Regions from separate parts of the Mus musculus genome. Here region 1 is linked to region 2. A link is a contact called in public HiChIP or PLAC-seq data. All regions are on one chromosome and are shown on one strand. The core of a region is the stretch at or near the end of the contact, and the rest is flanking DNA. Distances in the headings are between cores, read along the strand shown. Region 1 has its middle 59 kb from the start of Nat1. Region 2 holds the start of Tma16 (translation machinery associated 16).

Region 1 (3,423 bases), core at 837-3,336, 940 kb before region 2:
TTCAGAGTTCCTTAATCACAGCATTGTCTTACCTTAAATCCTGACAGAAGGATTTAGATTATCCTATTGGAGTAATCTTTTTGCATACTGTGTGAAAGTGTGCCTCTGTCCTTCCTCACCTGCCTAAGGCATTGAGGCATTTTCTGATGGGCTTTAATAAAAAGCTGGTGGCCTATAACTTGGCAGGATAGGGAAGGTGGGACTTCCAGGCAGAGAGAGAGGAACTCTGGGAAGAATCGGGTGGGTGGGCATATACTAATCAGACAGGGAGGAAGTTGTAATCACTTGGCCACAGAGAGATATAACAGGTCACATGGCAAGCACATACTAGTATAGATGGGTTTAATTAATTATATGAGCTAGTTGGAAAATAGTCTAAGCTAAGGCCTGAGCTATAATAAATAATAATTGTCTCGTTATTGGGGTCAGTCTGGTGGTAGATGGTTACGTAATAGAGGCTGCTGAATTCATCTGTTCAAATGCAAACGGCTACTGAGTGTGTATTAAAGTGACTAAGGAGAAAGCGACTTTGGGTCTAAAACTGCAAACCACTTGCTTTGGCCAAAGTAGTACATACTCAGCTAATGAACTACCAACTGCTCTCAGTGTGATTTCCTTATACAGGAAATAATAATATTGGAAGGAGCCTGGCGAGTGTAATTAATAAGAAATCCTGTATCTCTTGTGGGCTTTAATTCTAGTCTAGATCCAGTTTCCATCGGGTATTGGTGATGGCAGGGAGGCTGTCCTGGCTTTAGGTGGATTTGTATTGGCTTTATTTGATTATCTCTGCTCCCTGGGCACTGGCTTTTGAGCTGCCTTAAATACTGGGCCTGCATTTTTGTTCTATGTATGTTTTCATATTTATTGATAAATCTATTTTTGAACATTGAATAGCAGTGGCTGACTTGATCGGTGACCTCCAGATTTAGTATTTGGGATGTTCTGCCCCAAAGAGTCAGTCAGGATCTTCAGAATGACTGGTATTTGCCACATTAACTGATTTCCTCATGTACAAGGAAGGTAAGGGGGGAATCTTTTCCATTTATTGATTTGGAGCCGGTTCCAGAATAAGAGACCAGGGAGTTACGCATCGTTTCACCTAGGGCTTCCTCTTCAAGTATAAAGGATTGTAATGAAAGAGCAGTAGAATGCCCTCAATAGTTTCAGTCAGGCTAGCCTGCACAAGGCCTGCTTGTGATTGATCCTGGCTTCCTTTGAAACTGGGGACAATCACATTCCCAACATTCCCTTTGCTTATCAATAGAACACTGCCTATCAATGGCATCCTGGGAAGTAAGCACCTTGTGGGTTGGCGTTGGGGAAGTGCGGTGTGATGGGTAGATTCTTCCTAATCCAATAGCCTTCCTGTTTGCAAAGGAGGCAGCCTTAATTGTCTTCACAGAACTACATAGATGATATTAGGTGGTATCTTTTCCCCAGCAATCAACAGCCTGGCCCTTTCCACCCTCTCTTCCCCCGCCCCACCCCCCTACCCCCGTCAGCTGGGCTATGCTATTGACAAAGAGCACAGCTCCTTGGTTTGACTAGGAGGCACCTGTGGGCAAAGAGCTTTGTAGACTTCAAGAGGCAACTGGGGGATAAAGTGAATACAACTTGGCCTTTAGGAATCCCAGGGTCTCCATTTGCATGCATTTGAAAGGCCCTCGCTCAGCTAGTTTTAAACTGGGGTGGACCTCCCAGTTTGTTCACACATCTCACTCCTACAAAACATTAAAATCCTGTAATAGCAGTACTCTCACATCTTACTTGGTAATTCATTACAGTACCCATTGTTGGTACTGTAAGTGCCCCCTGGCGGAAGGCTGCATTTACTGCAAGCATTTTGTAAAGTCGTTAGAGCTTTTCATCTGCCATAGGATAGCGAGAAAGGATAGGATGTTCCACCCACCAAATATGATGACGGTATATTGGAATCCCTATAAGAATTATCCAAGATCCTAGAGAAGAGTTCCTAAAACTTCTTACACGAAGCTTTAAATCTCTCATTGTGAAGAGGATGTAAACTCGGCCTTTTAAAAATCTGTCCCACTGCTGCCACCTGCTGAACACAATGGTGAAGGACAGAGGCTGGTTGCAAGACTGTGCTTAGTTGGCGGGGCTTAAGTTGGGTCTCTGTCCCTCAAGGATACCTCTGTTATTGAGTATTTCCATTTTTGCTCATGCAGAGCGTAAAGTTAGATATTTTCTGGTTGTATATTATCAATATAGTTTGAGCTTTTCTCTTAAAGCCTGTGCATAGGGTATTCTGACCACTTTCTTGTCTTCTACAAAACACATCTGGCTGGAGGGTGTCACTGAAATGTAAACTTTCACCTACTGGCCAGACCTCATGGGGAAAACAAGCAAATCAACATTTTTCATTTTAGGGTCTTCCATAGATCTTTCTTTTTAGTATTTGAGAAACCAGCCAAATAGCATGTGATAGAGACTGACTGACGATGTCCTGTTTCTTGGAAGAGGACAAGGGGGTGATGGTGTGATGCCTTGAGAATCTGGTTGGTTGCCATGTTCAGAACATTCACAGGATCCTCCTGGTTTATGGAATTTCCCAGAGAGTCTAGGGTAAAGTCTATCTCTAATAGAGACTTTAGGTGTGAGAGCCTGGAGGGTGACTACTGGTTCCTATCCTTCTTTGGGCCAGGAAGGAAGACTGGGAAGGGAATTACAGGGGGAAATGAGACCCCTCTTTCTTCCAGGCTGGCTGGGGAGAGTATGAAGCTAAAGCAGTGCCCTAAACTACAAAAACAAAAACAAAAACAAAAAACAAAACAACAACAACAACAAAAAAAAAAAACAAAACAAAAAACAAAAACAAAAAACCCCTCAAAACCCAGAAAAGTGTGTATGGTGTGTGTGTGTGTGTGTGTGTGTGTGTGTGTGTGTTATAAGTACATATTAACCCTGGAGATGGAGTTGCCAAAGGGTTGCCATGGGTTTGGACCAAGTACATTCATAGACTTTCTAGTTAGGACATGGAGTTTTGCTGAAAGTGGAACTAGAAGGAACTAATGATTGTCTCTTAAAAGTCTTTTACTTCCATTCTCTCTAAAACCTGAGTACTTGTAGAATAGAATTCCCTCCCCATTTGAGACTGGTGACTAAGGTATTGAAAACTTATCTTTTTATTCTCTCTCTCTCTCTTCCTCTCTCTCTTTGTGTGTGTGTGTGTGTGTGTGTGTGTGTGTGTGTGTGTATGTGTGTGTGTTTGTGTGAATGAGTGTTGTTTTGAGGATTGTGTGGTCTTGATTTTCATAAGCCTTGACTTATACCCATCTAGAAGGTCAGAAGAAGAAGAAATACCAAATAAAGAAAACCGGTTATGTGTTACCAGTGCACACATTGGGGCCCTCTTGCCAGCCACTTATCCTAGTATACCTGGGGCTTGATGAGCCTTGGTAT
Region 2 (3,965 bases), core at 1,168-3,667:
GCAGGGAGAAAGAAGATGATGAGGGGAAGGGGCAGGGAGAGAGGAGACAGTGGGTGGGAGAAATTAAAATGTCTGGATTATATAGGGAAGAACTTCTGGAGGAAGAACAGCCTAGCCCCTGGGCTGGAAATTTCAGGGTAGAGAGTGAGGTGTGTCAGCCATACCCTGAAATGGTAGGGACTGAGGAATTCTGGGAGAACGCTGAAGGCCAGGTCTGCTTTGTTATGTTAAATAGTCACCTTGGCTGCAAATCCTCAGTTTAAAATCCAGCGATCTTATTTCTGTCTTTTAGTTTATTTGTATAGCGTATTATATTCATCAATTTGCCTAATTGGTTAGGTGTATGATAATGTATTTTTGAAAATACTATATATTTTGAATACATTTAAATTATGTAATGTATTTTAATTGTGTTTGGTTTGCAATTATTTTGTTCACAATTTTTTTGCAGCTTTGTTCATCAGGAAAATTAGTCTGTAACTGCTATGTCTTTATCTGAGCTTATTCAAGATAATACTGCTTTCATAGAATAAACTAGGTACTCCTTCATTTTCTACTTTGAGAAATGATTTAAGAAGTGTTAGTATCAGGACTTTCTTAAAATTTTGGGCAGGACAGTGGTGGTGCACGCCTTTAATCCCAGCACTTGAGAGGCAGAGGTAGGAGGATCTCTGAGTTCAAGGCCAGCCTGGTCTACAAAGTGAGTTCCAGGACAGCCAGGGCTACACAGAGAAACCCTGTCTCAGAAAAAAAAAAAAAAAAAAAAAAAAAGTTTGGTAGAATTCAGCCATGAGTCCATCTGATTCTAGACATTTCTTTGGATGAGACTTTTAATTATTGCTTTTAATCTTATTACATATAATGAACACATTTACTGTATTATATTTTCAGGGATCTTGGTGTGTCATACATGTTTAGAAATACATCAAATACTTTGATGTTTATCAGCATTTTGAAATAAAATTTTCCAAGTATTCTATAGATTATCTGAATTTCACTGGAGTCTGTTGTTACAATTCCTGCTTTCACCTTTACTTTTATTAATTTGGGATTTCTTTTGCTAGTTTGGCTAGGGGTTTAATCAGTCTTGTTATTGATGTGTTTATAAAAAGATAAAGGGGGGATATATTCTGTGGAGGTGTAGTCAGGCATGGGGAAGGGGATGCCTCCGTGGGCCCACAGCCCTTCCCCCTGAGGGACCACGCCAGGTAACTGGGGGGGCAGAACCTACCTGGCTGTTGCCAGATAACTGTGTTGTGGAGCTTAGACAAAATACTAACAGTTGTCCTTTAACAAAAACGATTGCTTTAGCTATTCCTATGTATTGAGGGTTTTTTTGGTCTCTATTTCATTAGGTCCCGCTTTAATAGTGATCGATTGATGAATTTATTTATTTATCCAGTGATTGGGTTTGGGAGTGACTTCTTATTTCTAGAACCTTAAGATGAATTATTACTTCACTTGGAAACTCTCATTTTGCTTTATTGTAAATACTCACTTTCCTGTTAGGATGCTTTAGCTAGCTCGTAGAGTGCCTATGATTTTCATTTGTTTCTAAGAATTTTCTCCTTGATTTCTTCAGTGACCCACTGTACATTTAAAATTGTACCATTACGTGTCCAAGTATTTGTTTTAAGTCCTGTAGTTTCTCTTGCTGTTGGATTCTAGTTTTATTTCAGAGTTGTCTGATAGGGTCCAAGGAATCCATTCATTGTCATCCTCTTCCTCGCCCCCCCTTTCTCCCATATCCCTCTCCTAACACTCCCCCATACATCTCCTCTTCTCCCATCCCTTCTCCTCCTGATCCTTCATCTCCTCCCCTTTTTTGTGTATGTTAAATCCACTTAGTCTATGGTAATAATTTATATTATAATAGTATTTGAAATACTAACTTCTTTATGTCCCACTACAGATAGAAATTATACAAAAAAGAAAGTAGGGAAACTGTCAAAGTACCTTCAATGCGTAGCATGTACTAGGCATTTGATTAATAATTACTACGTAAGACTTTCTATCAAATTTTACCATGCTGTTCAAAAACGGAATAACAAGGCCGGAGAGACAGGCTTTAGATATAGAAAGAAAATGGTAGAGAAAATCAAAGGAAAAGTGAAGGCTGAATTTACACCATTCTGGGAGATGGGCACCTCTAGGTGAGGTAATGCTATCTCCTAACAAGTTGCTCGCCCATGGAGAGCTGCCTTCTGGCCGATACTCAAGGCCGGCCTTTCAGTCAGAAACAGAAGACAGACAGACTTCTGTTCTCTGAGCTCGACTCTCTCTCTCTCTCTACTCTCCCCGCCTTTGTGTGGCTCCCGGGCTGTAAAACAAGGCGGGCGGAAAAACATTACGTCTCAGTTTCTAGGGACGCTTTAGAGAAAGCACCAGCTCCTCCCCTTCCTGTCCGCCCCTATTTGTTTCCCCCGGGGCCCACGTGTGTTAGGGAAGAAGCGGACTTGAGAGCGGCTGCGCTGCCCTCTGTGAAATTGTCGCATCGGGACATCGCCCGGCCTCGGTGGCCAAGACATCGCCATGGTGAGCGGCCCCTTAGGTTCTCCGGGAGGCTCTGGTCGGGCGGCCGGGGAGTACAAGCTCGGACCCGGGAGAAGCCGGGACTCGGAGTGGCTGCGTGGGGCGGTGGTGGGCCCCCGGTGCTGCCCCAGGATCGGAGTGCTCCAGCGCGTTCTCAACTCGCTCTGGGTGGCGTTGTCCACGTCTCCCGGTTTCTCATTTTCCTGAGGGCCTTAACTAATACCGCTTTGTGGATCCACCCACCTCTGCCCTGGGGCAAGTGCAGGTCTCCCCTGCCCAGGGTCACAGCCACCCACGAGGTGCATCGGCCCGCAGCCCTTCTGTTCTGACTTTAGTCCTGCCTCTACAACTCCCATTCCTACCGGGCAACAATGCTGTTTTGTTTGCATTTTAAGACAGTAGTTAAGAGTGTTATAAACGGTTTATGTATAGCGATATAAAGAGCTCATTCACAGTATCCGAATTTATGTTTTTTTTTTTTTTCTTTCGAGACAGGGTTTCTCTGTATAGCCCTGGCTGTCCTGGAACTCACTTTGTAGACCAGGCTGGCCTCAAAGTCAGAAATCCGCCTGCCTCTGCCTCCCAAGTGCTGGGAATAAAGGGGTGCGCCACCACCGCCTGGCCGAATTTATGTTTATAACTGATTTTATGTACGTGTGGATATCGGAGAACAATTTGTGAGAATCTGTTTTCGCCATGTGTATGTTTGATGTTTAATCTCGTTTCTCATTTGCCCCACTATCCTCCATGTGTGTGTTCTTACGGCTTTAAGATTATTATTTTTTTATTCATAGCCAACCTCAGATGGGTTTCAGACTTAGACGTGCCTTCTCTCATCAGATTAATGAAAAAATGACCAATGTCTAAGAGAATTGTGTGAATGAGGAATTGATGAACATTTTAATTATTTGGAGAGTTTTTTTGAGATTATTTCGAGCTTTGTCTTAGCAAAGGAAAAGGGAAGGAAAGAATTACAGACAGAGATAACAAGTGTAGTCTCAAGTTGCAGTGTGGTTTATTCTGGAATAGTGATCTTCAGTAAGAATGGGGAGAAGGAGCTGTGTGAAGGAAATGCTGGAGAAGAAAGTTGGAAGAGATGGCTTTCTGTGCTAAAGCTTAGAACCAAGCTGATCTCTTTCAATAGGGAAAGAAACTCTATACTGGATTAACACTGTAGACAGATTTTTTCGACTTCTTTGTAAAGGGGTCTAACAATAGAGCAACCTAGGCCTGATTGTATGGGTTGAATAAAGGTAACTGACAGGTTTGAAAAAGCTTCAAGAGCTATTTGGCCTTTAGAGGAGTGACTATTGAAGAGGAATATTAGGGACCACCTGTTCCCTAATAGTCTTTTTTTTTCTCAGAGATTAAAAATTATATATATTCATCTATTTTATGTAACAGTAGGTTTTGGTCAGTAGAACTTGGGCAAA

Evidence for each region. HiChIP or PLAC-seq counts read pairs in DNA pulled down with a chosen protein or histone mark.
Region 1: an H3K4me3 HiChIP or PLAC-seq map of stem cell-derived neural progenitor cells shows a contact between it and region 2, with 4 times the contacts expected there. The contact joins the enhancer-like site here to the promoter of Tma16 in region 2. A contact is called at or near these places in 10 of 39 promoter capture datasets (the 3T3-L1 cell line, 3T3-L1-derived adipocytes, the HPC-7 cell line and 5 more) and 9 of 115 datasets of contacts at active chromatin or transcription factors (astrocytes, embryonic forebrain, embryonic limb bud and 5 more).

Annotation. Positions count from the first base shown.
Region 1 is chr8:67,430,009-67,433,431 of GRCm38.p6, reverse strand. No RefSeq gene overlaps it. Among named protein-coding and RNA genes, the nearest start is that of Nat1, 59 kb to the left of the region's middle. Within about 2 kb of position 2,086, at least 32 of the 459 cell types and tissues checked have an H3K27ac peak or open chromatin away from gene starts, as enhancers often do. A contact at or near this core is called in embryonic forebrain, forebrain and stem cell-derived neural progenitor cells, where this site is marked.
Region 2 is chr8:66,484,982-66,488,946 of GRCm38.p6, reverse strand. Tma16 (translation machinery associated 16) reads left to right here and starts at 2,417. Exons shown (of 7, transcript NM_025465.3): 1 at 2,417-2,535. The coding sequence starts at 2,533.